Regions from separate parts of the Triticum aestivum genome. Here region 1 is linked to region 2. The links are chromatin contacts, called in public Hi-C maps. All regions are on one chromosome and are shown on one strand. The core of a region is the stretch at or near the end of the contact, and the rest is flanking DNA. Distances in the headings are between cores, read along the strand shown. Region 1 has its middle 44 kb from the start of LOC123159620. Region 2 has its middle 44 kb from the start of LOC123157450.

What was found. A called contact is a pair of places that touch in the nucleus more often than the background predicts.
Region 1: a contact with region 2 is called in a Hi-C map of leaf, with 9 times the contacts expected there. The contact joins two enhancer-like sites. A contact is called at or near these places in 4 of 5 Hi-C or Micro-C datasets (leaf and an unstated tissue).

What each region holds. Positions count from the first base shown.
Region 1 is chr7B:205,262,865-205,268,613 of IWGSC CS RefSeq v2.1, forward strand. No RefSeq gene overlaps it. Among protein-coding and RNA genes, the nearest start is that of LOC123159620, 44 kb to the right of the region's middle. Within about 2 kb of position 4,232, at least 3 of the 8 cell types and tissues checked have an H3K27ac peak or open chromatin away from gene starts, as enhancers often do.
Region 2 is chr7B:205,057,216-205,062,769 of IWGSC CS RefSeq v2.1, forward strand. No RefSeq gene overlaps it. Among protein-coding and RNA genes, the nearest start is that of LOC123157450, 44 kb to the right of the region's middle. Within about 2 kb of position 1,281, at least 1 of the 8 cell types and tissues checked has an H3K27ac peak or open chromatin away from gene starts, as enhancers often do.

The DNA of each region.
Region 1 (5,749 bases), core at 2,982-5,481, 210 kb after region 2:
CAAATGGACTCACTGGATTGACTAGATGACAAGGGCAAATTGCCTTTATTAACTACTTGTTTGACTATGACTGATGCTGGGTGTCCTAATCTTTTATGCCACCGTGCTAAAGAGGGCTTGATAGTAGCAGAACAAGCATGACGCCGCTTGTGGTTGAAAGCTCCGGATGGGATGGGGTAGAGCCCTCCAATGCATCTACCGTGATGTAGAAGTTCCCTCGTTGCTCGATCCTTTATGAAAAAGTAACGAGAGTGAGTTTCAAAGAAGACATTATTGTCGGTGGCTAAACGAGACATAGAGGCAAGGTTTTTATCAGCTTGTGGAACATGAAAGACATCGTTTAGAACAAGATCACGTTTAAGAGTGGGAGAATTAATAAAAGCTTGACCGGTGTGTCAAATATCCATACCTCCACCACTTGCAGTATGGATCTGATCGTTGCCAAGGTACTTCTCCCGAAGAGCAAGTTGCTCTAGTTCACCAGTAACGTGGTCGGTTGCACAAGAGTCGACGTACCACACACCATCGCCCCCTTGCTTGCGCATAGCTGCAGCAACAAGACGTGCATCGGGGACAAAGTCTTCATCATACCGGTGCCAGCAGTCCAGAACCTCATGGCCTGCCTTTTTGCAGAGTTGGCACCGAGGGCGCCCCCGGGAAGATGAAGAGGAGCGGCGGCCAGAGTTGTTGTTGAAGCCGCCGCCTGATGGTTTGTTGGTGTAGCTGTTGGAGTTGTTGTAGCCGCCGCCTCCAGAGTTATTGTAGCCGCCATCTCCCTGGAAGTGGCCACGCCCGCGTCCACCGGTGCGGGACTGCCCCTGGTGACCGCGCCCACGGCCGCGGCCACGGGAGACAGCGTTGGCGGAAGATTGGCGAAGGTGACTGCCGTGAAGGAGGCTGAGACGGCATCAAAGCTCAGGAGCTGGCTGTAAAGCTCCTGAACCGTGATCGGTTCCACCCGAGCAGCGAGCGCCGAGACGACAGGGTTGTATTCCATGTCCAATCCGGCGAGAATCTTGGAGACGATCTCCGGATTGGAGAGCGCGGCGGCGGTGCAGGCAACTTCATCTGTGAGACTTTTAATTTTTCCAAGATACTCGACCATGCTCATATTACCTTTCTGAAGATTGGTCAGCTCGATGCGGGTGTTAATGGCTTGGGCTTGACTTTGAGCAGCAAACATGGCATGAATTGCACGCCAAACTTCGGCCGACGTCTGTAACGTGGCGACCTGTGCAAGAATATCGCGGGAAAGAGAGCCCATCAAATATCCTTGAAGTTGCTGCTGTTGTGCATACCAGAGGGTTCATGCAAAGTTGGCGATCTGCTCTTCTTTGCCTTCCTTCGTGATGGTGAGGGTGGGCGGCGGTGCCGGGCTCGACTCGTCGAGGTGATGTTCCATCTGTGCTCCTTTGATCTGCGGCAGCACGACGGCCTTCCAGAGAAGAAAATTCCCCCTCGTCAGCTTCTCCTGTGGTGGTGGTCCGAGGGATGTGGTGGTGGTGGTGGATGAGGAGGCGAAGGTGGAGGTGGAGGTGGAAGATGAAAGTGCACCCATGGTGCTGGGCAACATGGCGGCGGAGGTGGTAGACATGCTCTCGATGGAGGAAGGTAGCTAGATGCGTTTTTGTTGAGGAAGTGGCTCTGTTACCATGTAAAACGATATGGGAAGCGTTGAACCCTTTGCTCGGGCCGCATTGCATTATATAGAACTTGTGTCGTGGCTTACAAGATTAGATCGAGGCTAGATCGATCGGTTACAGAGAGATATTCGGGAGAGGTTGAAACAGAAGAAGAGATAGAATAGGTTTACAATTCAAAGAGAATTCTATCCCTATACAAGAACTAATTCTAACAAGTGCTGCAGTTTGATGGAGCTTCATGGAGGATGTTCAGAGATCAGGAGACATGTGGGCTCAATTTAGGCGCAAATTAAGAGCTAGCTTTTGACTAAACCTAAACAAATTCCTGCCTTATCTTCGGTTGCATTTAGTTACACACTTTTGGTGGTCTGCTACCTCGGTTGCTCTTTCTCAGCTGCCCATTCCTTTGGTTCAAGCATGTCGCGCACTAGACGCAGGTAGCTGAAACATTCTGGATTGCAGTTCACGGTGACCACGACGGTATAGTCGGCATCAAACGCGGACGTTTCAGTGTAGGAAAACGTGGTGGTTCTACATACATTGAACATCCATGCATCGCTGCACTTTATTTGGCTATCAACTTAGTAGAATCTTGTGGCACTGCACCAACATTGGTTCAGACTCGTGCCACGCAGTCTGAGATCAAAAGACCACCACGATGCGAGCCTTCTTTTTCCGCGCCAGGCATGCATATCATAGTGATGGACGTCGATCTCGGATTGTGACCTACGCTGGTCGGTGCAAAGCTAACTAGGCCCTCGTACATTGAATCCGTATCCCTGAGATCCTGATTATAGCTTTGGCAGTGCAGGAAGGACGACGGTCCGCTTCTTGGAACTTTTCCTTTTGTTTCCGGACTACAGTTTCTTTTTTCAACTTCAGATTAGGGAATGCTTTTGTTTCTCATCACAAAATAAAATGTTTTGGTTGGACCTGGTAGGAAGCCCCAACGACTGAGCATTGCAGAATTGAACCACATCAGGCTGGGCTAGTGACCGTGGGAGCGGGCAAACCTTAACATCAGGGCTATGCGGTTATGTCTCAAAAAAAAATCAGGCCGATCCAATTGCACGCTACCCACCCAGCGTCGTACGCAGTTTTTTTTTTTGGTGTCCTTTCAATTTGTTTGTTCCCTGTTTTATTTTCAATTTTTTCATTTTATTTTTTATTTCCCTTATAATTTTAAATTTTATTTTTTTACTTTTATTTCGTGACCATCTTTCAAATTGTTGAACAATTTTTGAAATCATCAACATCTTACGGATTCATGAACAATTTTTTTTAATTATGACAATTTTATGAAGCCACGAATATTGTTTGAATTTGTGAATATTTTTGAAATCATACTCATTTTTAGAATTCGTGGACATTTTCACAAATCCTTGTTCCAATCGTGCACATTTTTTGAATTCGTGAATATAATTTATAAATTCGCAAACATTTTCTGAAATGATTTTCTTAATTCATGCACATATTTTAGATCAAGTACATTTAAAAAAATTGTGTACATTTTTCAAAATTCGTGCTCATTTTTTGAGATCATGAACCTTTTTTAATTTAAAACATTTTTTGCAATTTGGGAATATTTTGCGAATTCATGATTATAAAACATCAAACATTATTTTCAAATTCAGAACTGTTTTTAAATGCCACAAATTTTTTAAGAAGCAAAAACCCTAAAATAAAAATAAAAAAAACTAGAAACAGCACGTGCGTGGGGGTACGGGATTGCTCACTATCCCCCTACCTTGCAGCGGGATCCTATATGTCGAATAGTAAGCCCCTAGCGCCGAAGCGTGCACACCACCATGCACGCTGGGTCTCTATAGTCCAGCCCATTTTCGCTTTATTTTTCTTTCGTTTTTCCTTCTTTTTCTTTTACAGTTTTTCCTTTTCCTTTTTTCTTTTTCCTTTCCTTTTTCCTGTATCCCGTTTAATTTTTTCTTGTTTAAATTTTCAGTTTTTCTTGCGTTTTTTATTTTCAAATTTGCGAATAATATTTTATTTCTTTAATTCAAAAAAATGTTCATCGATGTCAAAAACATGTTCATTTCATTTTATTGCTTGTCGAGATTTAAAAAATGTTCATCAAATTCGAAATTTGTTCATCATACTAAAAAATGTTCATGAAATTCGAAATTTGATCAATATTTTCAACATATTCATTAAATTCCAAAATTGTCCATCAATTTCTGAAATGTTCATCCATTTTTAAAAAATGTTCTTGAATGTGAATTTCGTTCATAAAGTTAAAAAATGTTCACGAAATTCAAATTTGTTAATGAAATATAGAAAATGATCATAATTATAAAATGCTCGTAAAAAATGTTCATCAAAATAAAGAATGTTCATTAAAATTCGAAAATGTTCGTTCTTTTGAATCGCTTTTTGAACTCAAGAACTAGTTTATGACAACTCACAGTTTGCAATGTTTTTAAATTTTGAAAAACCAATCCCGGATGATTTCTTATAGAATGAAAAACAGAAAATAATAAAGGAAAAATGAAAACAAAAAAAGGAGGCGCGCCGCCCCACGCATGAGCCGGCCCAACAGGGCGCGCACGGGTGCGCGCTACGGCGCTAGAGGGCGCCTCGTGCGCCATATAGGAGGTCCCGGCCTTGCGTGGAGAAGGAGCTCTCGTGGGGACGTCTATGTCTCGACGGCGAATCCTATTCGGCGCATATGCGCCCGTATGCAAAAGGGCGCCTGCAGAGCGCGGGTTGTTGGGCTCGGCCCATCTCCACCTTTCATTTTGTTGTATAAGAACAAAAAAGAGGGTGCAAGAACTAGGATTCGAACCAGCACCCTCATGGTTGTTCTTTCACTGCGGTGACCACACCACCGGCCAGACATCATGCGCTCAATTATATCTGCTCCACTCTTTAATCTTTTTTATTTTAACTATATTATTTTTGCTTCTCTATCAAGTGCGTGAACTTTTTTCAAATTCAATGAACTTCTTATTCAAAATCAGTGAACTGTTTTCAAGTATGATGAACTTTTTTTAAATTCGATGAACTTTTTTCGAATTCGATGAACTTTTCCCAAAATCGACGAACTTTTTTAGAATTCGGTGAACTTTTTCCCAAAATTGATGAACTTTTTTCGAATTCGATGAACTTTTTTTTAATTCGATGAACTTTTTCCCAAATTGGATGAACTTTTTACCAAATTTTATGAACTTTTTCCCAAAATCGATCAACTTTTTTGAATTGGATGAACTTTTTCAAATTTAGTTCATCAAATACAAATTTTGTTCAAACGTTTTTAAAAGTTGTTCGCCTGATAATATTTTTTGTTCCCTTTCTGTAGCGGTCTGGCATTCCCATCAAAAGAAACAATCGCGTTCCCGTAAGAAAACATAGCGATCAACTTCAGGAGCGAGAGATTGAAATAGTCTAGCGAACTCTAATTGGGCTTCATAGAATCAGCCCACAAAGAAACCTAGTAGGCGCTACAACTCCTAACCGGCGCAGAAGGCGCCGATTAGGAGCTCCCTCGACGGCGAATCCTATTCGCCTGCACCTCTTCATAGAAGGGCCAGGCCCAGCATGCAACTGGACACATGCGTTTAGGCGAGCCTAGTGCATCGGACCGGAAAAGTCTATATCGCGCTTATAGCAAGTCTTCCTTTAGTCTCGCTGAAGCCACTACAATTGCTGGCCCGTGGGAATCTATTCAGCGATCTCCTAGCTGCAGCATTGCACTGCTAGCCACTCGGCCACCATCTGGTTTGTGTTCATTAGTAGGTCACGGACTTGTTAAAGAAACAGAGTCGGGTTTTCACCAATTTTTATTTGTTTCTTTTCTCTATATTTACTGGTTTTCTGTTTTCTTTGGTTTTATTTGTTTCCTTTTCCTTTTTCACTAGTTTTTCTTCCTTCTCTTTCATTTTTCTTTAGTTTTTTCCTCTCGTTTTTATTGGGTTTCTTTTGTTTTCTCTCGGATTTTCCTTTTTTTTATATACATTTTCCATATATATCCAACATATGTTTATAATACACGTCTAATACTTGTCAAATACAAGATTAATATTTATGGAGTACATGGTCAGCATTTTTTTAACAAACACTTAACATTTTTCAAATAATTGAATAACAAATTT
Region 2 (5,554 bases), core at 31-2,530:
CAAAGAAAAGAAAAACAAAAGAATGAAAAACCAAAGAAGACAATGCAAAAGAATAAAACCGAGAAAACCAAGTAAGAAACAAAAGAAAAACGATGAAAACCAAGAAACAAACAAACAATCAAAACCAAGAAAGATACAAATAAGACAAAGAAAAATAATGAAACCCAAGAAAAGAAAGGAAGGAAGGCAAAAGCACAATGAAAATCGAGAAAGAAAGAAATGAAAACATAGAAAAACCGGTGAAAACTGATAAGAAATAAAGAAAACAAATGAAAAAGCAAAGAAAACACAAAAACCAAAGAAACCATGAATAAAACAAAGAAAACCGATGAAAAATAAAGGAAATTAAAAATATTAGAAAACAGGAGAAGGAAAAAATAAAGAAAAAAGCTAAAAAGAACAAAAAACGAAAAGAAAACACAAGCAAAATGCACCGAGCGAATGAGCACGGCCGAGTGAGTGAGCCAGTGAGCGCGCAGAAAAGGGGCAACCCTTTGCAGTAGATAGCACGGGAACTTTCAGCGAGATAGAAGCTAGTCTCGCACTAAGCGAGATATAGCTCTCGTGTCGAACGTCGGGGCAATATGGTACTTCCTCCGTCTGGATTTATTTGGACCCTAGTATTATGGATTAAACTATGACCATATGTATATAACTAACAAAATAAGATTTGTATGGTACAAAAATAATACATTATTTGATTTGTATTAGAAAGAGGTTTCCTACCATGTAATTTTTATGACATATAGTTTACATCTCTTTAGTTTGTATTTTTTTATCAAAGTTTAACGCTAAATATGAGAGGGGGCCAATAAATCCAGACGGAGGATGTACTACGCCTTCATCCTTCTCCGATCTCCCTTATCCTACGGGGTAGCAAATGTCCTGTACTCTCTTTGTCTGGATTTATTAGTGCCCCTCTTATTTTGTGTTAGCATTTGATCATAAATTTAACTTGTAAATGTAAACTATACTACTATGTCACAAAGTTATATTATTAGAAATCTTTCTCGACTAAAAATCGAGCAACATACTTTTTATTTTGTTAGTCACATGAATGGTTAAAAGTATTCATAAAATATAAAAGGGGTCTAATAAACTCAGACGGAGGAAGTAGGCCTCAAATAAAAAGGGAAAAAAAGAAAGAAAAATGGCTCGTCGTCTGGGCGTAGGCACTAGCTAGGCCGAGCGGATGAGCACGGCCGAGTGAGTGAGCCAGAGACCACGCAAAAAAGGGTCGACCCTTTACAGTAGATAGCACGGGAACTTTCAGCGAGATAGAAGCTATTCTCGCACTAAGCGAGATATAGCTCTCACGTGGATCGTCGGGGCAATACGGTACTTCCTCCGTCTCGATTTATTTGGACCCTAGTATTATGGATTAAACTATTACCATATGTACATAGCTAACAAAACATGATTTGTATGGTACAAAAAAAAATACATTATTTGATTTGTATTAGAAAGAGGTTTCCTACCATGTAATTTTTATGACATATAGTTTACATCTCATTAGTTTGTATTTTTTTAATCAAAGTTTAACACTAAATATGAGAGGGGGCAATAAATCCAGACGTTACGCCTTCATCCTTCTCCGGTCTCCCTTATCCTACGGGGTAGCAAATGTCATGTATTCTCTTCGTCTAGATGTATAAGTGTCCCTCTTATTTTGTGCTAACATTTGATCATAAATTTAACTTGTAAATGTAAACTATACTACTATGTCACAAAATTATATTATTAGAAATCTTTTTCGACTAAAAATCGAACAACATACTTTTTATTTTGTTAGTCACATGAATGGTTAAAATTATTCATAAAATATAAAAGGGGTCTAATAAACTCAGACGAAGGAAGTAGGCCTCAAATAAAAAGGGGAAAAAAGAAAAAAAAATGGCTCGCCGTCTGGGCGTAGGCACTAGCTATTTTTTGCGGGGAACTTTAGAGAGCTTTATTGAATAAAGGCATTCGTTGGACAGTCAGCCAAGAGGCTCCTTACCAGGAAGCTAGGAGTGGAGTCTAGCCAGCTTTCGGTCATGTTAAGCGTACATGCATGCTTAGCACACAGATGCGCAGGACCGTTGGCAGCTCTACTTACATGAGAAATATCAAAAAACACAAAGCTAGCACAGAGCTCTCTAATTTCAGAAAGAATCGGTACTACTACCGAACGATCAGTGTAGCTAGAGTTCCAGAGGTTTACTGCCTCTAGACAGTCAGTTTCCAGTTGCACGTGTGTGTATCCTCGTAGCTTGGCAAAGATGGCGCCCTCATGAAAACAAATGAAAGGATCTGTGACCCCCACGTGGGGTTTGCACCATGCACCCAGGAAAGTCGATGAAGAGCGGGCGACGCCACCCGCACCCGCATTGCCAGCATCAAGCTCGATTGCAACATTTGTATTCACCTGACGTAGTTCATCTCGGGGGGCCACCAACCGTGGCCCGTCAGTGGTATGAAGCTCTGTCGGGGAATGTCCACCAACGCCAGGTCCTCCCGGATGCGTCGAACCGAAGTAGTTGAGTCGATGATATCTTGATCATGTGTCCTCCTGTTATGGGACATCCAGATAGCCCACATGACCGTGATAATAATGGCACGGTCCTTCTCTGAGAAGCGCTCTTCACAGAGTATGTCGCGTGTCCAAGTGCTGGGGTCGAGCCGTGGCAAGGAAATATCGAAGAGTAGCCTGGCCTCTTCCCAAAAACTTCTTGCATGAGAACAGTGCACTAAAGCATGCATCAGATCCTCGTCCATCACGAGACAAAGCTTACATAATCTTGTATCCTTTATGTGTCTGTGGTTTAGAGTCTTCTCATCTGGAATGATTCCTCGAATAAATCTCCATCAGAACACCCTGACCTTGGGAACTACTCTGAGCTTCCATATGGCACTCCAAATCTGTTGTTCATTCGCTGATGGCCCCGCTATCTGCCCTTCTTCTAGAGCTACACGCTCTTTCTGATTCATTAGAGCTCGATAGGATGTTTTAACAGAATAAATGCCAGATCTCTCGTGTGCCCAAGCATAGAAGTCCTCCCCGCCACCGTGGTGTAGGGGAATATTCAGGATTGCGTCCGCATCGGGTGTGATAAATGTAGCACGGACTAGGTCCCGATTCCAAGACCAGTTATCAGTGTCAATCAGGTCACTCACCATGGTGATCGGCGTGTTTGGCGGTCTGAGCATTGGTTTCATTGATACAGTCGACGGCTGCCATCGCTCCTCCCACACTGAGGTGGTAGTGCCATCACCAATTCTCTTAACAAGGCCCGTATTAAGTGCTTGACGACCAGCAACGATCGCCCTCCAAGTAGCAGAAGCTGACTTTGGTATTGTGGCCTGCAGAAAATTACAATCAAGAAAGTACCTTCCCTTCATAACTCTGGTGCAAAGTGAGTCTGGTTTTGTCATGAACCTCCAGCCATGTTTCCCCAGAAGGGCAATGTTGAACTGTCTGAGGTCGCGGAAGCCCATCCCCCCTTTGATTTTTGGTGTAGCAAGTTTGTCCCACACAATCTAATGGAGGGCACTTCTATCCAGAGAACTTGCCAACCAGAATTTTGCCATGTTTGAGGTCAAGCCTTTGCACACTTTTTTGGTTAGCAGAAAACATGACATACTGAAAGTTGGAATGGCCTGAACGATTGACTTGATTAATGTTTCTCTACCGGCACATGCAAACAACCGTTCTGACCAACCTTGCATCTTGCCCTTGGCCCGATCTCCAATATGCTCAATAGTGCCACTAGAAATCCTTCCAATTGCAGTAGGTAGACCAAGGTAACATTCTGAAAAAGCTTCAGAATGGACATTCAGAAGTTGTTTCAGACTTGCTTTGAGCGTCGCCGGTGTGTTGGGACTGAAATATATAGAGCCTTTTGATCTGTTCACACATTGGTCGGAGGCCTCACCATAGATCCTGAGAATGTCATTCAATTTTGTTGCACTCTCAAGGTTCGCCTTGATGAAAATCAAGCTATCATCCGCGAACAGAAGATGACTCACCCAAGGTGCTCTGTGATTTACTCTGATGCCACGATCAATGAAGTTTCCATAGTAATTAACCAGAGCAGAGAAACCTTCGGCGCATAACAGAAAAAGATACGACGAAACTGGGCAACCCTACCGGAGCCCTCTCGACGAGGTAAAGTAGGGCAGCAGCTCCCCGTTAACACGCATCGAGAAACGTATAGACGTGACACACTTCATGATCAATCTCACCAAGCTGCCAGGAAATCCGAGCCTCAAGAGCATAGCTTCAAGAAAATGCCACTCGACTCGATCATAAGCTTTCATCATGTCCAACTTGATTGCACATGAGAAAATTTTCCCTTTCTTCCGCCGCTTCATCGTATGTACACTTTCAAATGCAACAAGAACATTGTCTGTGATCAAACGACCTGTGAAGAAAGCACTTCGCTCCTCGCTAATAACCTCATCCATGCAAGGCCTCAATCGATTGGTGATGGCTTTAACAGCAATCTTATAGAGTACTGGACACAAAGCAATGGGCCGATATTGCGAGATATTATGTGGATGACGTACCTTTGGGATTAAAGTGATGGCAGTGTCGTTGAGCCCCGCAGGTAGTTCACCACCATTCAAGAAATCTAAGGGACACGTGATCGCTGCTTTAACCATATCTCCTCCAATTTTAATGCCTCTCGGAGCTTTGACATGGTGTCTTTTTCTTCATCTGAAGGGGCCCGTCCAACCGACTGGCTCCGCAACCCATCAAGTTGTTTTTGCAGTTGGCAAACGGTCCTCGTTAAGCACCCAAATTCTCGAACTCCTCAAGGCACTAGTTTTTGTTGTAGGGCTTCTAGAGAATTCATAATTCCGAGTAGACCCGGCTGCTTAACTTGTGCACGCCAAGTTTCAGTAACCAGTTGCTCATAGTCACTATGAGATTGCCAGATGTTCTCCTAGCGAAAGGGTTTCGAACCATGTCTGTTGGATGGATGGCGCCGAAGATCCACCACTACAAAGCAGTGGTCAGGCTCTAAGGAGTACACATGGCGCACTTTGGCATGCTTGTACTTCTGTCGGAACTCCTCATTAGCGAAAGCTCGATTAAGCCGAGCCTTAACATTTGCATTGCCGGATTGTCGATTGTCCCATGTGTAAGGTACCCCAGACCAACCTAAATCCTGGAAAGGACAATCACTGACAACATCACGGAAAGCTCTCATTTGCCACTCCGATCGAGTTGTCCTGCTGAAATGCTCTTGCCCATAAAGGGTTTCATTGAAATCACCCATACACAACCACTCTAAATGAGGTAAGTTGTGTAGAGTACGAAGGAACCACCAGCTATGGTGTCTATTCTCTGCTCTTGGCGCTCCATAAAACCCGGTAAACCTGCAGTTCACCGAGGCATTGAGTGCATCATGAACCACAACATCGATATGACCCGAGCTGTAGTTCTTGATGTCGGCGTCCTGGGAACAGGGGTCCCCAGACTTGCCTGCATGCGGCCTGCGGCGTGGCTCAATCGGGGGCCCAGTGTGGCCCATCTTCATCAACCAAAGCACTCAAGACCCTCGCGAGG